2 separate regions of the Capra hircus genome follow, and region 1 is linked to region 2. The links are chromatin contacts, called in public Hi-C maps. All regions are on one chromosome and are shown on one strand. Each heading gives the region's core, a stretch centred on a gene start, on an enhancer-like site or on the middle of the called end of the contact. The rest is flanking DNA. Distances are from core to core; before and after follow the strand shown. Region 1 overlaps LOC102178601 (a long non-coding RNA gene). Region 2 overlaps SH2D4B (SH2 domain-containing protein 4B).

What was found. Hi-C and Micro-C count contacts between places; a contact is called where the count stands out from the background.
Region 1: a contact with region 2 is called in a Hi-C map of blood, with 5 times the contacts expected there. The contact joins two enhancer-like sites. A contact is called at or near these places in 2 of 5 Hi-C or Micro-C datasets (blood and liver).

What each region holds. Positions count from the first base shown.
Region 1 is chr28:10,004,705-10,008,672 of ARS1.2, forward strand. The region is part of intron 1 of LOC102178601 (a long non-coding RNA gene); the gene reads left to right. Among named protein-coding and RNA genes, the nearest start is that of TSPAN14, 13 kb to the left of the region's middle. Within about 2 kb of position 2,032, at least 2 of the 5 cell types and tissues checked have an H3K27ac peak or open chromatin away from gene starts, as enhancers often do.
Region 2 is chr28:9,867,943-9,872,206 of ARS1.2, forward strand. It overlaps SH2D4B (SH2 domain-containing protein 4B), which reads right to left. Exons shown (of 7, transcript XM_005699280.3): 5 at 2,681-2,897. Among named protein-coding and RNA genes, the nearest start is that of SH2D4B, 52 kb to the right of the region's middle. Within about 2 kb of position 1,564, at least 1 of the 5 cell types and tissues checked has an H3K27ac peak or open chromatin away from gene starts, as enhancers often do.

The DNA of each region.
Region 1 (3,968 bases), core at 782-3,281, 140 kb after region 2:
AAGAGTCTGAAGGAAAAGAGATGATGCTTGCTGGAGAACGTGGGAGGGACTGGAATTCAGGACAAGTGGGCAACCAAAAACTGGAGGACAGATGGGGCTCCATGGAGACAAGAGGATGGGGGAAGAGCTGAGTTGGATGCAGATGTTTGTGGGTTTAGTGGGGGTCCCTGAGTGAAAGCAGCCTTTTTTTTTTTTTTTCTTCTGAAAATAGGAGAAATAGGTCACCTGTTAAAAGAAAGTGGCTGTTTGGTGGGATCCAGGGATTTTTAGAGAAACTTAGTAGAAAATGAGAGAAGCTTCTGAGGAAGGCAGGCAGGAAGGTTTGAGGATAGTGAACCAGAGTCAGAGTCACAGCTCAAATGAGACAGCCTTCATCAGTCCTCAGCAACTGGGATATGTCCCGGTGTAGAGAGCGCAGACAGGAGAAGTGATCAAAGTGTGGAGGGGGTTGCTGGAAAGGCATAATAGAAAACAATGGTACAGAGGGTTGGAGACAATTGAGGAGAAACCACTGAAGTGTTGTGTCATGAGTTGTGGGTGTTGGGGGAGAGAAGTGATAGCTGGAAGGGCCAGTAGATGGAGAGAAAGGAGAAGATGGGAGTGGAGCTGGAGGGCCCTCATTGACTACAGAAGACAGGAGTGGTTGCACGAGGCTAGGTCAGACAGAGGGATTTACCCATGGGAGGGAATGATTGAGCTGGAATGAAAGAATCAGGACACTTGGAGTGAGGAAGTCAGGGTCAAGTATGGCAGGACTCAGGTGAGCCGGGCGCTAACATCTTTCATTCAGCTGTCTTGAATTAAGGTTGCCTTTCTTGAAAAGATCAGGGAGCCGTGGAGAAAGGTAAACAGAAAAGAAAGTAATTTCTTAGCCTGTCACCCAATGCCTACCCAAATATCTGTTTTAAAGAATTTGTAAATTTCCAAGGGCTTCTTGCTCCAATATGCAGCAGCCACCGCGGCTGTGGGTCTTCTGTCCTCAGAAGTATCCCTAACAGACTGTAGAATTTGTAATAGGAATCCATGTGTGAGCACAGGACACAGTGGAGCATACTTTAATGGCGGAGGCCAGGACTGTCATAGATGATGGTGACGAGGAGTCCTACCCATCTCACCTTAGTTGTCCAACCTATAAACTGAGGGTGGGGGAGAGGGGACAGTTGTTTAGTAGGTAACCTCCCAGGGTCCTCCAGCCTTGACAGTTTTGCCAAAGCAGGAAGGTCCAGATGTTGCCAGTAAGACATCAGAGGGAGGGTGCCCATCAGCGAGATTAAGAGCAAGGTCAACCCTAGCTTTGCCCCTGACAGCTGTCCACTAGGGGAACTGTGGACTGTGTGCAAATGTGAAAATCACTTGACAGTGAAGAATTATTCCTTCTGAAATAATCTCATGTGAAATGACTTTCACAAATCTATGCGTTTGTAAAACAATGTGGAAAGGTAGGCTCAGAGTGAGTCACTCACCCCATAAGATGTGGAACCAGAACTGTTAGCTTTATGTCCAGACCTTTGTGTCTCAATCTTCCACCCCAAACTGGAGAGTCATGATCACATGGATTTGGGGATTCACTGAGCCCCTGGGACCCCTATGCTCAGGCTCTGCCAGGAGGGACCCTTGATAGGAACCCCAGGGAAAGGGACAAAGAGGCACCTGCCCCACCTGCCTGAAGCAGAGCAGAGCAGAGGTGGATGCTGTACCCATCACAAGCGCTTCTGCCTGGCAGCCTCAGCTCTGGGGACTTTCCCCTGGTTCCATGGGAGAAGCTGGCTGTCCCTGGGGAGCAGTGCGTGCTAGCTGCTGCACGTGCAGACACTGCCATCTAGGGGCAGCCAGCTGAACTGGCTTTATGGAACCACTGCTCTGTGTGTGGGGGCGGGAGGAAAGGGCTTTCGGTCTGGTCTGAGGCTGCTTCCTTCCTGGAGCACTAGTTCTGCTGGCTCCCCTCTCCTAGTTACCCACTCAGACAGGACTATGCACCTCCTCCTCTGAGTATCCGATCTCCCTTCCTGTAAATGTTTCTTCTCTTCCCTGCTTCCACCGTCTCCACAGGCTCTCTGGTGCTCATGTGCCTTTAGATATCTTCCATGCACTGGCCACACTTCATGTTATCACCAGACTTGCCCTCTCTCATGAGCCCCAGCCCTAGTCTAGAAGGAGAACTTGATTCCATGCTCCCCTTCCCCCAGGCCTTGAGAAGTTCATGTCCCTGAACACTGCAGAGGCTCCGCAAGCCTGGTCCCCATAACCACATCTGAGCAGGTCTCCGTAACCACGGCTTTGACCACTGGCCTTCTTTACACTCAGTGATCCAGTCTGTCACCTCTGGTTCAGGGGTGTCTGCACAGCCTGCCCTTCAGGACCCAGGGTTGGAATCTGCCCTTCAGGACCCAGTGTTGGAATCTGTTGAATGGTTTCTGGCTGGAGGAAGCTGCCTCACCCAGAGTGCTTAGACCTAGAGCTCGCCAAACCCTCTTACCTCACTTCTGGACAAGTGATGAGTGATCCTGGCTCTGGCCTCCCCATGGGGTCAGATGAAGCCAGAGTTCAGTTTCAGTTCAATTTCTCCCTCCACCCTGTCCTGCTTCCCTTACTTCCTGCACACAGGTCTCTGGATCTGCTTCTGTTTCCAGTGCACTTGGCCACAGCACGTGTTATCACCTCAGCTCCGAACATCTGCCCATTCCCTCTGTGTGAGAATACAGCAGGAAGGAGCCAGCCGGCCCCCCGCTTAGCCAGGTCCTTCAGAAGAAGGGGCCTGGAGGCTCCCACGTCACCAGCTTCCAGAGCACCACTCACACTTCAGCCCCAGTGTCTCCCTTTCTTTCTCCTGCTCCAGCTACTTCTGGCCAACTGGCCCCCAGCTTCCTTGGGAGGGGGCTCTGCCTGCTGCCCTCTGCGAGTCTTCAGCCCTTGCCCTCTTCCTCTTTCAGAGAGGCACATTTGTGTACCCCAAGAGTGAGAAGCTGATTGCCTTGGTTGACTGTCACCCTCTACATCACTTCTTGGACAAAACTTTTGTGCTAGTTTTGCAGGTTGGTCTGCCTTGCATACCTCAGCAGTCCATGGGCTCCTAACTCAGAATCCAGGACCCACCTCTGGTCCAGCCACTCTGTCCAGGACAGTTTGGGGTACAGAACTCTGGTGAGGGGACTCCAGTGGAGCTGCTGCATGAGAGCCCCAGGAGAGGGCAGTGACGCGTGGCAAATGAGTGCATAGTGTCTCTCTGGTCTGCTGCTAGGGCTGCTGACTGGAGATAATAAACAAAGTTTCATCTACACATTAGCATCTGCAACCAGTTTGAGTATGAGTATGCAGATCCGGTTTTGTGATGATTATAGTCTTATTGGTCGACTTTTAAAGGTGTTTAAAACATTTATGAGACTGAATCATCAGAATTGGGAAGAGTGTCATTGATTACACTTAACTTCAAATGTTCAGGGCAATCTACTTTGTTAAAATTATAAAAGGTCAATTTGTTAACTGTGGGAATTTGTTGTTGTGTTGTTGCTAAGTCGTGTCCGATTCTTTCTGACCCCATGGGCTGCAGCATGCTAGGCTTCCCTGTCCTTCACTGCCTCCCGTGTTTTGCTCAAAAAAGTCCTTCACTACCTCCCGGATTTTGCTAAGTTTTGAACAAAATCCCGGAGGTAGTGAAGGACAGGGAAGCCTGGCATGGGACAGTCCTTGTGGTTGCAAAGAATCAGACATAGTATGTGAATATTTAAAGAAATGTTAACTGTTTCCGTTTTCCCATGTTGCATGTGAGACAAAGTGTGGAGCTGGCTGTGTTTCTCTGTGTACACAGAGTTCCTTGGGCATTAAAGAGTAAGCTGTGGGGACCCCAAGGGGTGCTGAGAGTCAGTCCAAGGAGCAGGACACTGTCACGGTCTGTGCACCTGGGGGTGAGAAGGTGTCTGCCCTGTGCTCTGCCCCATGGCCCAGCTGGGGCCAGTGAAGGGGGCTGACCC
Region 2 (4,264 bases), core at 314-2,813:
TAGAGTGAGATGAACAGGGGCACTACTCCCATGCTTTCTCATATGCTCCCACAAAAGCCCAGATTTTACTTGCTTTTGTGTCTGTACTGTGGCTCCTGGATATACACAGAAATTCTGTTTTCTTGGAATCATACTAACAGGAAGCCCAGTAAGGGTTGGACAGCATATGCCCCATAACAGCACCACCACTGTCTGCGGAGCAAGATTTGTTCTTGTTTAGTCGCTAAGTAATGCCCAGCTGTTTTGTGACCCCATGAACTGCAGCCTGCCAGGCTCCTCTGTCCATGGGATTTCCCAGGCAAGAATACTGGAATGGGCTGCCATTTCCTTCTCCAGGGGATCTTCCCCACCCAGAGATCAAACTCACGCCTCCTGCAATGGCAGGGAGATCCTTTACCACTCAACCACCAGGGAAGCTCAAAAATTCCATTATATTAATTTATGGTATGAAAGCAGAGCAGACTTTGGGCCCACCTTAAACAACTGCAACTTTTTCACCTTTCCACCTGAGTGACAGAAACCTGGCAAATTCTCACGGTCATTGCTGTCTGGTCCACCTAATAGCACTGGCATTTAGAATTCACCACCACTGTCATCTTCTCATATACAATAAACATCAGCTGTCCCCTTAGGCAGTCATTGCATTTCCTCTGCACCAACAAAAACGGACAACGAGCCCAGGACTTCCTGGCAAACCCCAGAATGAGCTCCTATTTTTCTGCCCTAAAATGAATCCCTGTACTCACCTGCGGTAGTGAACACTGCAGATTTTTTAAATGATTGCATAAGAAAGACAGGGTTTCCCTGGAGGCTCAGACAGTAAAGAATCCTCCTGCAATGCAGGAGACCTGGGTTCAATCCCTGAGTTGAGAAGATCCCCTGGAAGAGGGCATGGCAACCGACTCCAGTATTCTTGCCTGGAGAATCCCCATGGACAGAGGAGCCTGGTGGGCTACAGTCCATGGGGTCGGAAAGAGTCAGACACGACCGAGCAACTAACACACAAGACAGGGGGTGAGGTTCCACTGAACGGCTCAGAGGCATGATCAGTGGGGCTGTTCTCCAAATCCCTTCCTCCCCACAGCCACCTCCATAGGCAGAGCGCCTCTAACCAGCTTTGCCGCCCTGTATCCACCCTTCAGCATTTTCCTCTTCTCAGGAACCTCTGAGTCCCTTTCTCTTTATGAAACAACCGTCCTGCCCCCAACCTCTTCCTTCACACTTGCATTCCCCAGTAAATAATTATGCTTGGGGAGGAAAAATCCTTTGGTTTCTAAGACTCATTATCCTCAGAAGGCAAGAGGAGGTTATACATGACAGCAAGGAAAATTCATTCACTCTTGTCCCTCTGTTTCCAAGTAGAGAATCTGATTCCCCAGAATGTAAATGCTAGGGGGAGATGCTCCAAGAGGCCACCTGCCCAGAAGCCTTGCTCCTGCCCCTGCAGCTCTCTCCCATCAACCCTGTGTCTGCCCCCAGTACAGCCAGGCAAGCATGTGCTGGCACCACAGTGCTGAGGGCAGTGAGGCCACAGGGACCTGTGCCACAGGACAGCCACAGGAAAAAGGCTGATGCACGGCTTCTGGTGCCTGGGTCTGCCATTCCATCCGCCTGGTCCCTGGTTCCCCCACCCCACGCAAGGGGGCTCCCTGTGGCTGTCACTTCTCCCCTACTGACAGCTACACCCAGACAGCCTGGAGCCAGACTGCAACAATCCATGCAGCTCTATCTTCTGAGCCTGAAGGACAAATTATTTGTCTCCTTAAAAAAAAAAAAAAAGCACAAGAGGAAGAAGATTTCTAACTATGTCTCTAAATCCAGTAAACATAAAAGAAACTCTGATCTCATAAAAATCAAGAATTCCTGCACGACAGGAAACGTGATCGTAAAAGTCAAAAGACAAATGACAGGTTGAGGGGGGGAAATGTTTTATCATAAAGAAGAGACTCTTTTCCCCTATATTTTAGGAGTTCCTAAAAATAGATCAGCCCTGAATATTCATTGGAAGGGCTGTTACTGAGGCTGAAACTCCAATATTTTGGCCACCTGATGTGAGGAGCTGATTCACTGGAAGTGATCCTAATGCTGGGAAAGACAGAAGGCAAAAGAAGAAGGGAATGGCAGACGATGAGATGGTTAGACAGCATCACTGACTCAGTGGACATGAATTTGAGCAAACTCAGGAGATAATGGAGGACGGAGGAGCCTGGTGTGCCACAGTCCATGGGGCTGCAAAGAGTTGGACACGACTTAGCAACTGAATAACAATAAACAAAAAAATAGATGACAAAAAGACCAATAACACAATGAAGAGGCAGGATAGGAAGAGACAGGTATGGAAATATCAAAAACCCTTAAACATATACAAAATACTTCATCTCATGAAATGCAGATTTAAACTTTCACTGAGATATTATTTCTCACAAAAAAAAAAAATCTGACAACATACTGCTGGCAAGGCTAAAGAATGAGAGTGCTCACTGGCACCATCTCTGTGGAGGACAAATTGGCCTTAGCTATCAATACTATACATGCATGTAGCCCTTAATCCAGTGGTCCCACTTTTGGGAATCTCTGTTGTAGATAGTAGTTGCCAGAGTATAAAATTAATGTCTACAAGGTTACTTACTAAGGGCATTGTTGGCAATAACCAAAGGTCTCAAACAACACCACGACCCACCTGCCAGGCACAGCCAGGGGTGAAAGGGGCCCCGGGCCTGGGAGGTGGTGGTAGAGTCTCGCCTCCTGCTCGTGGCTCTGGCCGAGCTCTCGGAACCTGGAGCTGAGTCCGGCAACGGTGCCCTTCTGGATGGCGCGGAGCGAGTGACGCTGGTACTCATCCCGGGCGCGCTGGGCTCGGCGGCTCCTCTCCTCGTCAGCCGCCTTGGATCGACGCACTGGAAAGGAAGCGAGAGCACGTTCACCACGGTACCCACTTCCCAAGCTTTCTTCCTTTTAAAGTCAGGTATTTCCAGGGACTTCCCTGGTGGTCCCGTGGTTAAGAATCTGCCTTTCAGTGCGGGGGATGGGAGTCCAATCCCCGGTCAGGGAACTAAGATCCCTCCTGCCATGGGGCAACTAAGCCCACACCCCAGCTAGAGAAAAGGTCTGCATGCCACAGTGAAGATTCAGTGGAGCCAAAATTTTAAAAAATAAATCAATAAAAATATAAATAAAATCAGGTGTGTCTGATACCACAGCCCCTGCTGTTTCCTACAAAAAGCCACAAGAGCCCTTCAGATCATCCCTCCTCATGGTACTCATGTGGAAACTGAGTGCCAAAGAAGCTGGGTCAGTGGGCAAGCCTGGCAGGGACCCATACTCCCCGCTACCAGAGGAGGAGTCCTGGCTCCGGCTCCCTTTCTCTTTGGTTCCCTGAGGCCTTGAAGCTGGCGGGTGAGTGTGCTGGAGGCAGGGAAGAGGTGCTTCAGTGACTCTGTAGCCACAGAGCTGCCGTGTCTGCCGTGACGCCCCCTCACCAGCATGTCTTTTTGTGTCTCTCGAGGCAGGTTGGACATCTGCAAGTTTCTGCTTCTAAAACTCAAAAGGAAGTCCTGGAGCCGGGAAAGTGCACAGAGCGAGGAAGACCTCTGAAGCACGGTCTCGAATTAAAACGGATTATTTTGTGGTCTGACTGCATCAAATCAGGCCCCATCTGCCCCTACAATCCAGGCCTTTTGTAGAGAACTCTTGGAGCTGGCAGTGTCCTCATTGCACAGGTCCAGGGATTGCCTTGGCCCAAGCCTTAAGAAAAATCTTACCCAAAGTCCAAGTCTGATCCAAAGGTCATCCAACACCTGTGGGGCACGCAACTGCAACCTACCAATGCCAGGGACCTGGGTTCTTTTGGCGCTTGCAGGATACAAGGCAAATGGTCCTCATCCTTAAAGAAAGAGTGTCTCCTCTTCAAGCAGTCTAAGTCCATTCTCAAAACACACCATCTCCCAGATCTGAGGAAGGCAGCGGGAAGTCTGTCCCTCAGAAAGTATTTATAGAAGTGGAGGTCACCTAGACTGAGAGTGCCAGGGTGGCGGGAGGGGGATTTTCTTTGGTCTATTCATTGCTGCATTCCATCAGCATATGCATCCGTCAGCAGGTGATACATATGCTTGAACGGCTGCACCCCATTAAGTATTTAACCCTGCCAGGCTCTGAGCTGAATATAGAGATAGCAAAGACGAGACTGTTCCCGCAGGACACTCAGAGCGTAGCTGGGAGAATAAGACAAATAAATATCTGTAGCATAAGGAGAATAGGAACCCAG